2 separate regions of the Rattus norvegicus genome follow, and region 2 is linked to region 1. The links are chromatin contacts, called in public Hi-C maps. All regions are on one chromosome and are shown on one strand. Each heading gives the region's core, a stretch centred on a gene start, on an enhancer-like site or on the middle of the called end of the contact. The rest is flanking DNA. Distances are from core to core; before and after follow the strand shown. Region 1 holds the start of Smpd3 (sphingomyelin phosphodiesterase 3). Region 2 has its middle 16 kb from the start of Zfp90.

Evidence for each region. A called contact is a pair of places that touch in the nucleus more often than the background predicts.
Region 2: a contact with region 1 is called in a Hi-C map of liver, with 5 times the contacts expected there. The contact joins the enhancer-like site here to the promoter of Smpd3 in region 1. A contact is called at or near these places in 10 of 12 Hi-C or Micro-C datasets (the A7r5 cell line, the Rat2 cell line, Schwann cells and 5 more).

Annotation. Positions count from the first base shown.
Region 1 is chr19:51,152,366-51,158,028 of GRCr8, reverse strand. Smpd3 (sphingomyelin phosphodiesterase 3) reads left to right here and starts at 2,419. Exons shown (of 8, transcript NM_053605.2): 1 at 2,419-2,574.
Region 2 is chr19:51,213,361-51,219,023 of GRCr8, reverse strand. No RefSeq gene overlaps it. Among named protein-coding and RNA genes, the nearest start is that of Zfp90, 16 kb to the left of the region's middle. Within about 2 kb of position 3,328, at least 11 of the 93 cell types and tissues checked have an H3K27ac peak or open chromatin away from gene starts, as enhancers often do. A contact at or near this core is called in hepatocytes and liver, where this site is marked.

The DNA.
Region 1 (5,663 bases), core at 1,170-3,669:
GGAACCTTAACTTTTTCCTATTTAGTACCACTTCCTGAAAATTAGCATAACTTTTGGGGGAGGGGCAATACTGGAGTTAGACAAAGGGCCTTGTACATGGAAGGTAGATGCTCGGTCATTAGTCTAATTTCCTATCCTACACTACTTTTGAAGGGCTCAACTGATATCCAAGGGTTTCACCTCTCGCTCCAGGTGCCTTCTTTGATGGCCTTCTGTTGATTTCTACTATATGGCATAGTCCTATTCTCCTAACAGCCTTTGACTCTCTGTGTCCATAGACTTGGAAACTGAGTTTCAACACATCCCGTTTCCCTGTGCTCCTTGCAGTTGTCTCATCCTTAGTAATGAGGCCGTGTCTATTAAGTCAGCTCCAGTGGCCCTCCTTCATGATTTAGTCAAGATCAAAGCCCCTCTGCGATGCTTATTAGAGGTTCTGTTAGGGAAGAATTTAACATTTTATTCATTCTTTTGCCCTAGCCTTTGTTCTGCATGGGGATAGCAGGCTTCCTTTTTTCAGGTTCTGTTTGGAGTAGTAGTCTTTCCAGTTACTTCCTTTCCCACTGTGATTTAACTACACATATTATGACATTCTTTCCAGGGGTTGGGGATTTAGCTCAGTGGTAGAGTGCTTGCCTAGGAAGCACAAGGCCCTGGGTTCGGTCCCCAGCTCCGGAAAAAAAAAAGAACCAAAAAAAAAAAAAAAGACATTCTTTCCAATGGTTTTGTTGTATACACCCTAAACTTCTGTGATGACAAACAAAGTATGGATGGAATTAATGAGACATCTAATCAGTATCAGAATCTTTACTGGCGATTCAGGAGGGAAAAATGCTACCTAGCAAGGCAGGAAATCACCGTGGAGTCCTATGATGCTGAGCAGAGGGTTTAAAGGACAGCCAGCATCTTATTTCATGACTGACAGGTGAGAGAAGATCTTCCCAGAAAGGGAGTGGGAGGTAGGCATTTAGACATAGAAAGTAGGGCCAACAGTTAAAATAGAGGAACATGAAGGACTGATGACATTTAGTGGGGGAATTGACAGGAATAGCAGGCACAAATATATTTCTCTAGAACTACAGGAGTAGAAAGACCCTGAGGACATTCAGGCAAAATCCCAACCAATCCTAAAAGTATGAATAGCATTTAAACATTTTTTTTTCAACCAGTAGCATCCTTCTAGTGAATATCTCTAGGAGTGAGAAACACCTTAGAAAATAAAGATTTTTGAAGGGGTATGCTGAAATTAGATAAACTGCTGTTCATTTTCAATCTATAGGTAAATCTCAACATTTGTTGGGTGCCTCCTGTATGTCAGATGTTGTAGACACGAAACTGTAAATATGAATAATACAGGACTTGCCTCTGCCTTATGAGTTTACAGTTTCATGAGGAAGATGGGTGTGTAAACATGCAAATAAAATAGGGGAAGTACAGGCTGACAAACACAGAAAGAGATGTCAAGGAAGTCTTCACACATCAAGGCAACATTTAAACTGGGGCTTTAAGGATGTTGAGTTGGAAGGCAAGATGGAGGGGATCAGAAGAAGACAGAAAATCAGTACTCAAGGCTTTCCAGTTTCCAAAGTTCAGAACGATGCGAAAGAGAGTGGAGTCCAATTCTCAAGAGACTTTCCAGCTTTGCTGTGAAACGTGGATTTGATTCCAGAGGCCCCAGGAAGCCCGTGAAGGGTTTTAAGCAGAAGCAGCTCACTCTACCAGAAAGTAGTGAAGGAGAGGCTGCAAGAATGTGGGGACAAAAAGGAAAGGTCCTGTAGCTCAAGGAATGTGGCCAAAAGTAAAAAATCTTCAGTGTCAGGATTAAGGCAAAAAATAAAAGTTCAGAATGAGGTGTGAAGGTCTCCTCCTGTATCCTTCTTTATCTCTGGTGGACAAGAACCAAAGCAGATCGCTCTCGGTTGGTTCCACCGAGTGCTGCAATGAGGCCGTCTCGTTACTTCTCTTCCTAGACAGGGAAACTGAGGCCCAGGATCCTCGGGTAGAAACAGAGAAAAAGATAACCGAACCCGTCTTCCAAGACGCTGACCACAGATCACTTGTGATCTTCTGAGGGTCCCAGGGCCCGCCCCACTTCCCCGTCCCCCATCCCCCAAGGGGCCGAGTTTGCTAAGGAAACAGTCCTCCCACCCTCCTCCGCGCCTAGTGCTCCTCAACGCACTCTGGGAAATGTAGTCTATTTGCTTGTCAGCCCGCAGCACTAACCCACTCCACAACCCTAAGAGACTACATGTTCCATCAGGCAGAGCAAACACTCGGGCGGTCTCTGGGGACGAGGTCCCAACGGAGGGACCGGAACCTCCCAATGGGCAACCTTCTGGGCGGATCCTGCGTCTCCATTGGCTAGGGCAGCTCGCGGGAGGCGGGGTCAGCGGAATGAGGCGCGGAGCTGTTCGCCGCTCCAGGTGCTGAGTCCGAGGGAGGCTCCGGATGCCAGAGCCGCGGCTGCTGCAACCCTCGCCGCTGTGAGAGAAGCCTCTGGGAAGCCCCGGTCGCTAGGAGCTGGGAGGCGCCGCGTGCGCTGCCCCGCGCCGAGCGCCCTCGTGAGCACCGTCTGAGGTGGGTGCTATAGGACTCGCTTTTGTTTTATTGAGGAAAGGGGGGCCTGGGGAGTTGATGGGACGTGTCCTCGCCGCACTTAACACCATCTGTCCGTGGAGCTTGAGGACTGACTGCGGGCCTCTTCGTGGCCCAGTGCCTGAGGTCGGAGCAACCTCGGCTGGGTTTTGTCGTATGGTGAAAGTGTGTAAGGTACGAGGGCTGGAAGACCCTCTCCAGTCTCTCCTGGGAGAGCATGGAAAAGGCTTGGAGTCTCCTTTTCCCTGCGCCTAAAGTCGAGGCTGCTTGGGTTGTTGAAGATGGAGAGACTGTTCTGGGATAGACGGACCCTTCCTTACAACATCTTCCTTACAACACCCCAGAGGCTGCAAACAGGGATTGGGATGTGATTGATGAGACTCCTCCCCTCCTTTTAGACTCTCCTAGGTTTCCAGTTGTTAGGGAGACCCTTCCCTTTGCTCTCCTTTGCATCCTAGGAAATAGATAAACCCAGGCGCTCCCCTTACCACTTGCTCACAGTTGGGTTCTTTGTGGGATATTTGTTTTTGAGGAATGGAGAAAGTGAGGGGCTGGAGGACTCCTCCCCACCCTGCTCCAAGCACTGATGGATGCTCGGGTCTTCTGTGATGGAGCCGCACCTAAGGTCTGAATAGCCTGGGTGTGGGAGGTGGGAAGAAGTGAGAGTCTGAGGTACCCCTCCCTACCTGGGTCTTATTTCCCAGGCCCTCTCCATCTAGATCCAGGTCCCAGGCAGTACAGAGTGGAGATCATCTCTCTTGCCCCGCCACACCCCGGGAATTAGAGCTCCAGCACCGCGGCTAAGAGTCTAGATGGGCACCTGAGGGAAAGGACCGAGTGGTCTCCCTCTCCGCAACCCGCAGCTCCAGGCGACGTCCTCCGCGTTCGCGGATCCTGGAGGGATGCTCCGCTGCATGCCGAGCGCGCTCCAGATCTGGACGCCGGGATCTGGTACCCGGCGTGCAGCGGCTGCTCTCAGGTGCCCGGCTTTCGCGCTCTGCCCAGGCATCCACGGGAGGACAAAGCGGCGGTCGTGGCACTGGCAGGCGTGCAGGGCTGGACTGCGCGAGGGGCGCGGCTGAGGAAGGGGGGCTTCGGGCGCGGCACGGGTAGCTTCCACGAAAACGTGCTAGGAGAGGAGAGGAGAGAGACAAAGCGTGCTCGCTCCTCGCGGGCCCGCGCGAGCCGGGATGGAAAATCCCGAGGGAGGAGGTGGTTGTGCTGTGCTGGGTTCTGTTCCATACACTAGTCTCCGTCCCCACCCTCCAATCCCACTGCCAGTCTTGCCCCAAGAATGTGATCGATGGTTATTAGATCCAGGACTTGTGACCACGAGGGCAGGGATGACCAGGGGCTCTACTTTGCAGTTTAGGGGATCGGAAAGAGGCATGCTGACTAAACCCACTCAACCTCATGCCCCATCAACTAATTTAGAACAAATTAGGTTCTGTAGCTAGATGTTTTTATTGATAATGGTGTTGGTCAGAGCGTGAGTGAAAATGTGACTGGGTGAATGTATCTGTCCATGCTCCAGTATTCACGCGTGTGCTGTGCTGTGGTGAGTCTATGCATATGGCTGGGGGAGGGATGGGAAGGAGGAGGAAGAGGAACTAAGCATGGATGTAGAAGGTAGCGAGACAGTTACCCTTTTAACTCTCAAGCCACAGTTGCTGACCTAAGGTCCAAACGGGAGCCTTCGGGATGAAGGCAGCTTTAAACTGCTTAGGGTCTAGCCTGAAGGACATGCTATATTCCAGTCAGTGAAACTTCACAAGAATGTGGCCCCCTCTTTAGCCCTTTGGGTACCCAAATCTGACCCTGCCATCTTCATCAGTCCTCATTCCATGGAGCATGTTAGCATGCTGTAGTGGGCTGCCCTAATGACCAAAATCTACATTATCACGAGTAAGATTTGGGAGGCCTGTCAGTAAAGTCTGGGAGAGCTATAGAGCTTTAGGGCTTTTACGAGTAATCAGTCACAAATGGAGACTCAGAAACACCAGGTACAAGCCAGGCATGGTGGCCACATGCCTGTAATCCCAGCACTTGAAAGCTGAGGCAGGAGGACTGCCACGAGTTAGGGGTCAGCCTGAACTCTATAATGAATGAGACTCTGTCTTGATATTCCTAGAAGATGAGCACATCCCTCTCGGCCTTATCAGTCCCAGCATCTGACCCAAGTTTCACTACCGCCATCACTTTTATGCCAAAGTTTTTTAGGTAGCTTCAAGATAATCTCTTTCACATAAAGTAAGGGGGTAGATTATGAACTGTGAAAGAACCAGGCAGTGGAAACACCAGTCAGCCAAGCCTACCTGGTCTTTTCCCCTTTAGTGTCCACTGCCAGCATCCACAGTGACCTCTGCTGGAAGGAAGTCAAGTCATAGCAAAATTTGACAACCATTAACTCCCCTGTAGTAAAGAGAGGCTCAGAGCTGATGTGGATATTGTTAAACCACACACCTTTCTGTTGGAGCTAATTTCCTGTCTACCTTTGGAGTAGATGTCCTTGCTTTTGTCTCATAATGTTGAGGATGGAAAACAGGACCTGGATGCCTACTAAGTAAGCACTTTCCTACTGAGGCACCTTCCTTCTTCAAGATGCCACTCTTGCCTATGGTTCTTTCAAATGACATTGAGAAGTAAAACTACTGCTGTCTTCAACCACATGGAAAAGTGGGTCTGGAGGCCTACAGTTGAGAAATCCATTTACTGGGACAATGCATAGAAAACATTGATTGAGTTCAGGGAAGTTCCGTTACCTTTCTGGTCTCTCTCACTTACCTTGCCTCACTCTTCCCTTTCTCTCATATTCCACTCTTATCTTTTTCTCTTCCTCGTTATTAAAGCAGTCAGTAACATTTTCAAAACCAAACCTTATTTTCTTCTCTGACATTGTGGCTTAGAAACTTCAGACATCTGAGGTTAGTAAACACAAAAGGTCCCTGAGCGCTGGCTCTTTCTAAGGACTAAGTGGGGAGATGGATGAGTCCTAAATGCCCACCTGGAGACATGAGTCTCTTCTGGAATTGCTCTGAAAGGATTTCACACTGTCACAAAATTGTTAGAGC
Region 2 (5,663 bases), core at 2,079-4,578, 60 kb before region 1:
GTGGTCCTTAAAGCCTCTAGGGGGCGCCCAGGGCCCGTGCTGTCTGCGTCGTGGCAGCCTGTGGGTAGAGAATTCTGGATCCATCTGGTTCACCTGGACTGACTGGGTTCTACATCCTGTTTGGCACCTTTACCTACCTAAACATAATGAGTGAAAAAGAAGCCAGGCACAGGCTGCTAGACGTTTGTATGAGGTGTACAACCTTTTTTTAAGATGGACCTCCGCTTTCTCCCACCTTAGTCTGAGACGCTGGGTTTCCAAAAAACAAACAAACAAACAAACAAACAAACAAGAAAACGATGCTGGATCGTTTGTCAGGGTAAGCTTTTTCCTTCTTGACTTTGCTAGGCTAAAGCAAGAGTGCACGCGAAGGGGCACCTCCTCCAGCGGTCCTTTGTGGGGACATGAGGGAATGATGTGGTAAATAGAGTCTTGATTTTGTCTATTAATCAATGGCCTGTGTCTTACCATGACCCTGGGAACTGGAGTCTGATGTGAAGGGACAGCGAAAGCTGGCACCGGAACTGCCATCGGGCCAGCTAGTTGGTCGTGGGGGTGGGGTATAGCCTCAGATGGAATCCTTGTGAGGAGTGGAAGACTGGGATAGACTAAGAGGGAAACAACGGTAGCCTTGGAGTCCCAAATTAAAAATAAAGGAACCACAAAATACTGAGCTGTAGACCAGAGATTTGGTGTGGTAGGGATGTCACTGTAGTGGCCATGACTTTACCAGATCAAGTCTGGATGTGGCAGGGAGAGGAGAGGATTGTGACCAGCGTGGCTCACAGCCACACTCAAAATAAAGGTAGCTCTTTGATGGGAGAAGAGGCAAGCAAAGAACAGCATGTAAGAACCCCACCACCACCACCAGATGTGTGCACAATGTTCTAAGGCACAGAGCAATGGCCTCCAGACATAATGGGAAGGGGGGATGGAGACTGAGGAGCCACCCCCAGGAAACTGCATGGACGCTGTTCAGGCAGGTGACAGCTTCAGAGTAGGAGATGGCAGGGGACACTGAGGGTTTCTGACAGAGGGGCTTCTGTTTTCCAGGATTGGAGGGAGTTGGGCAATAAGAGATGTCAGTGGGTATGAGGACAGGATGAACAGACAAGGGCCGGAGGCTGGACGCTCCCTCTGAGTATCACATGGACCAGCAGGGAGAGGTGGCTCTCCATGGCACCCTAGTTACCAGCTTCTGTAGGGAAGGATCTATCTCCTATTCGGAATCCTGCCCCATGACAGGTCTTTAGAGCTAGTCACAACTCTGACTGCATGCCAAGGAGCCCCCTTGTGCGGAACACTTCCGGAAGCTTTGAGTGCTATAAAGACCCACTGCTTGGCGCGTGTGGGTCCCGTCAGAGGGGGCCATTTTTATCACAATAGAAGCACAAGTAGGTTTCGACAGTAATTGCTTTCCTAACCCTCAAAGAAGAATGCATTGCAAACCCACCACGATTAACTGCGGTGGTCACATTCCTTTTTTATTTAAAGCTGTTTAGAAATATTAGCAACGGACTCGGTTTCCAGGTTGTTGTGGTGTTGGGTTTTTCTGTTGTAAGTGCCTAAGGAGGGAGGAATGGAAAGATGTTTGCGTTTTCCGCTCAGCAGCCAACCGAAGCTCAAATAATAACCTCACTGTGTAACCTGGGACTTAGTATCCTCAAACATTTATAATTCCGCAGGGATAGCCCTAGAACCGCTCAGACTACTCACAGCTGGGTATTATCTGCACCCAATGTTCACAACCTTAGAACTGATTCTTAGAGTTCCAGTGCCCCTCTGTCACTTAGGCTGTGGGTACATGGGACTCGTGGCAAATGAGATAGGGTGGAGGGCTCTTGCTGGCACATCACAGCTTCTTCCCCTGCTGGATGTAAGTTCTCTTATGTTTTCCCCGGGTGTGGAGTGTGTCCAGTCCCACCAGTCCAGAGGCAGGGAGAACCAGTGTGGGTTATGAGCACACACATGGGGAACTGAGTTCAGTCCTCTAGAACTCATAGTCCACATAAAAAGCAAGTCCTCACTGGGGACATAGAACCAGGAGGATCCCTGGGACCTGCTGGCCAGGTAGTCTAGCTGAATGGTTCAGCTCTAGATTCAGTGAGACACCTGCCTCAAAAAGTAAGGTAGAAACAAAAATAGGAGGTGGGAAACAATTGAACAGACATACAAATGCTACACACAGCACCCCCCCCCACCCCAGACCACACAGACCACACACACAAACACCACACACAGACCACACCATACACACACATACACAAACACATACACACACAAACACCACACAGACCACACACATACAGAGACCACACATATATACACAGACCACACCCCCCCACAAATGCCACACACAGATCACACACCACCCACACACACACACATACACATATACACTCACACACACTGCACACAGACATATACATAGACACTCAGACCACACATAGCCCCCCAACAGACACACACATACACAGATCACACCACACACACATACACACAGAGACACACACAGACACACAGACACATACATACAGAGCACACACACATATAGAGCCCCCCTGCCCCCATACACGCATACACACAGAATGTCACCAGGTTTGTCCTATGAAGTCTCAGATGTTTCCCCAAAGGATTCAGGGGTCAGATAGTCATGTGAGGTGCTGTTCTCTTTGCCTCTACATGCCTTTAAGAAGCAAAATGCACACTTTCTGTTCTCTCTCTCTCTCTCTCTCTCTCTCTCTCTCTCTCTCTCTCTCTCTCTCCTGGTCTCTCTGGCTGTTCTCTCAGCTGTGTGCATATTTCGAGAAGAATATCAAGAATGATTTTCCCTGCATAATTACCCGCCTCCTCCCCTGCCCACCTCCACACATCTTTCAAAGCGGCAGCTTCTCTGATTTCTATAGTGGACTCCACTATGCAGTTAGCAGGCAGGTGAATTAATTAAGGGAGCCTCCAGCTATGAGAACTCTGCTCAGCTTCCCTTTCTCCAGCTCTGCTTCCTCTCTGTCCACTTAGAAATTGTCACCCCAGGCCACCTCCTACTGCCGCTGAGCTGGAGGTGCACGGTCAATTCTCTAGATAGGGCACGGCCATCTCTCTGCCTGCTGCTCTGTCCTGAGGATTCAGGTTGCCTTGGTCTCAGAGCAGAAGCCGTAAGAATTCCACTTTAGTGAGATCATTCAGCATTTTCTTCCACAAGAACTCACAGGAAAACACCCAAAAGGAGAACAAACAACAGAATGGATTGACTCATGTAATCGAAGAGTCCAGAGGGAGTAGAGGGTCCCTGCCAAGGTTCAGGCAGGACAAGCTTCAGTGCTCTGGAATTTTTCCTGGCTGCCTGCCTCTGGCAATGAGCTTCCTATTGAGCCTTGGACATGTTCAATACAGCATAGGCTTAAAGTGTTCTGGACCCAGCCTCACACTCTGGCCATCAGAAGATGCAGCAGGCCTTACCCTAGGTGTTCTTAGGATCCAGGGAAACCATCAAAAGTCCCTTCTGGTTTGGTTAGGACTGATTTGTCCCTTACCTGATCATTGTGGTGAGACCTGCTTATGATCAGTCAATCAAGGGCTTTTCCGAATGTGGGGAAGACTGGGAAGGAGGAGGGGAGGGTGGATACTCACACAATAGGCAGAAGGCTATAACGAGAGAAGCAAAAGTTGATGTCCAACTACCACAACAGTGACTGTCCATTCCTGTAGGAACCTGGATTCCCTTCTTCTCATGGTCCCAGAAGCTAAGCTCCATCTCTTTCTCTGGGCTCACCTGCCTGGTGCATTTGCCCTTAGCGTTCTGAGCATGGACAGCCACCTGTGTGTCCTCCAGTATGAGCAAAAAGAAAGAATTATGGGTGGGGATACAGGAGAGTCAAGTTGGCCACAGGTGGCTGTGGGGCTCTGGAGAATCAACAGACAGATGGTGCTGGGATCAACGGAGTCAGCTGGATGAAGGGAACTAGGACCTGGAGGGGCATACATCCTCTTCCACAGACTTCCCTTCTGAGGTCATCAGAGAAAGGAAGAGCATTTACCACTAGAACCATGGATGCTTGTCACGTCAGTGACTTTAAGGACAATTGAATGAAATTCTGGGAGCATTAATGAGACAGAATGGGTACCTCAGAGTCCACAGTTGGACAAAGCACAGCCAGTCCCCAAGCACACTTATTAGATTTATGTCACAACTGCAAGAATAAAAACAATGGCAGCCCACCACGAGAGGTGGGAGCACAGCCGGCTCGATGGCTCAGTGGATAAAGATTCTTGCTGCCAAGCCTCAGGACGGGAGTTTGAGCCCCAGGACCCACATGGGAAAGGGGAGAACTGATTCCTGCAAGTTGTCCTCTGACCTACACACGTGTGCCATGGCCCATGTGTATGAACACATACAAAGAGAAACAAAAATAAAATTAATAATAATAGAATAGAGTAAGAGATACCCCCCGCTGCCCTCTTAGCATCTCTGATAACCTCTCTGCAGCCAGAACAAACCCTGAGGTGCTTTCAGAGCTGTGAGGGACGCCAGCCAGTGTTCTTTTACAAATGATTTGTGACAAACCCATGCAAATGTGCATGCTTCCCCCTTAGATGAGAAGACTTAGAGGAAAGAGTCCCTCCCACGTTTTCCTTGTGAAGAAGCTGGCAGCTTGGACACAATGTTCTTTTTCCTTGAGGACTCCTTTTAGTAAGAGGAATATATATATATTTTTTCATCTTTACTAGAAGAAAAAAGTCTGCTGTTCTAATTTTTGAAAGCTGGTATACCATCCAGTTTTAATCAGTATGCTTAGCTCCAGGGGCAGAGACTGCTGCCACATCTGGCCAGGCTTAGCATGCTGTTCGAGCTACTTATCCAGCAATGCCTAACACTATGCTGGGGACTCAACACTGTGGCACACACACTTGCCAGATGCTTCGGAATTCTTTCACAAATTATTTGCCTCTGTCTTGGTAACCCAAGGTGATGACTGAACTGAATGCTCTATCAGTGGGCGCTCTGGCTACCCTTGAGGCCCCTTCCAGAGGAATTCTCTCATTTTAGAGAGAATGATGAGTCATGAAGATGTTCACTGACAGACAGATGTCAGGGCTTCTGGACATCACCGTCCCAGGCTAGGCATTGTGATGCTTGTTATTTCAGCACAAAGGAGGCTGAGGCAGGAGGATCACAAGTTAAAGGCCAGGTCAGGTCTATAGGAAGATATGTGTGTGTGTGTGTGTGTGTGTGTGTGTGTGTGTGTGTGGTGTGTGTGTGTGTGAGAGAGAGGGGGGAGGGAAGGAGGGAGGGGAGGAGAGAGAGAGAGAGAGAGAGAGAGAATGATCACACTGTGGAAGATTCTATTTACTCTCCCAACCAACAGGACCCTTCTTGGCATGACCTGGAGAACTTCTGTCCCCATGCTGGAACCAGCCAATATCTTAACATAGGGTAAAAGTATCCTGGCTTGGACACTGAATGCTAAATCAGGAAGAGGTTACCACCCTTTCTCTACAGCTCTGGATATAGAGACCTCTCAAACTTCTCCAGAGAGAAAGTCATCTTTTTCTTTCCAAGGTTAGTCATTCTGTTGCCTTGGTTAACCAGTCCCAAGACAGTTGGAACCTAAGGAAAGCATTCAGGGGCGCCTGCCCTGTAGTGGTGAGTATCTGAGATAACA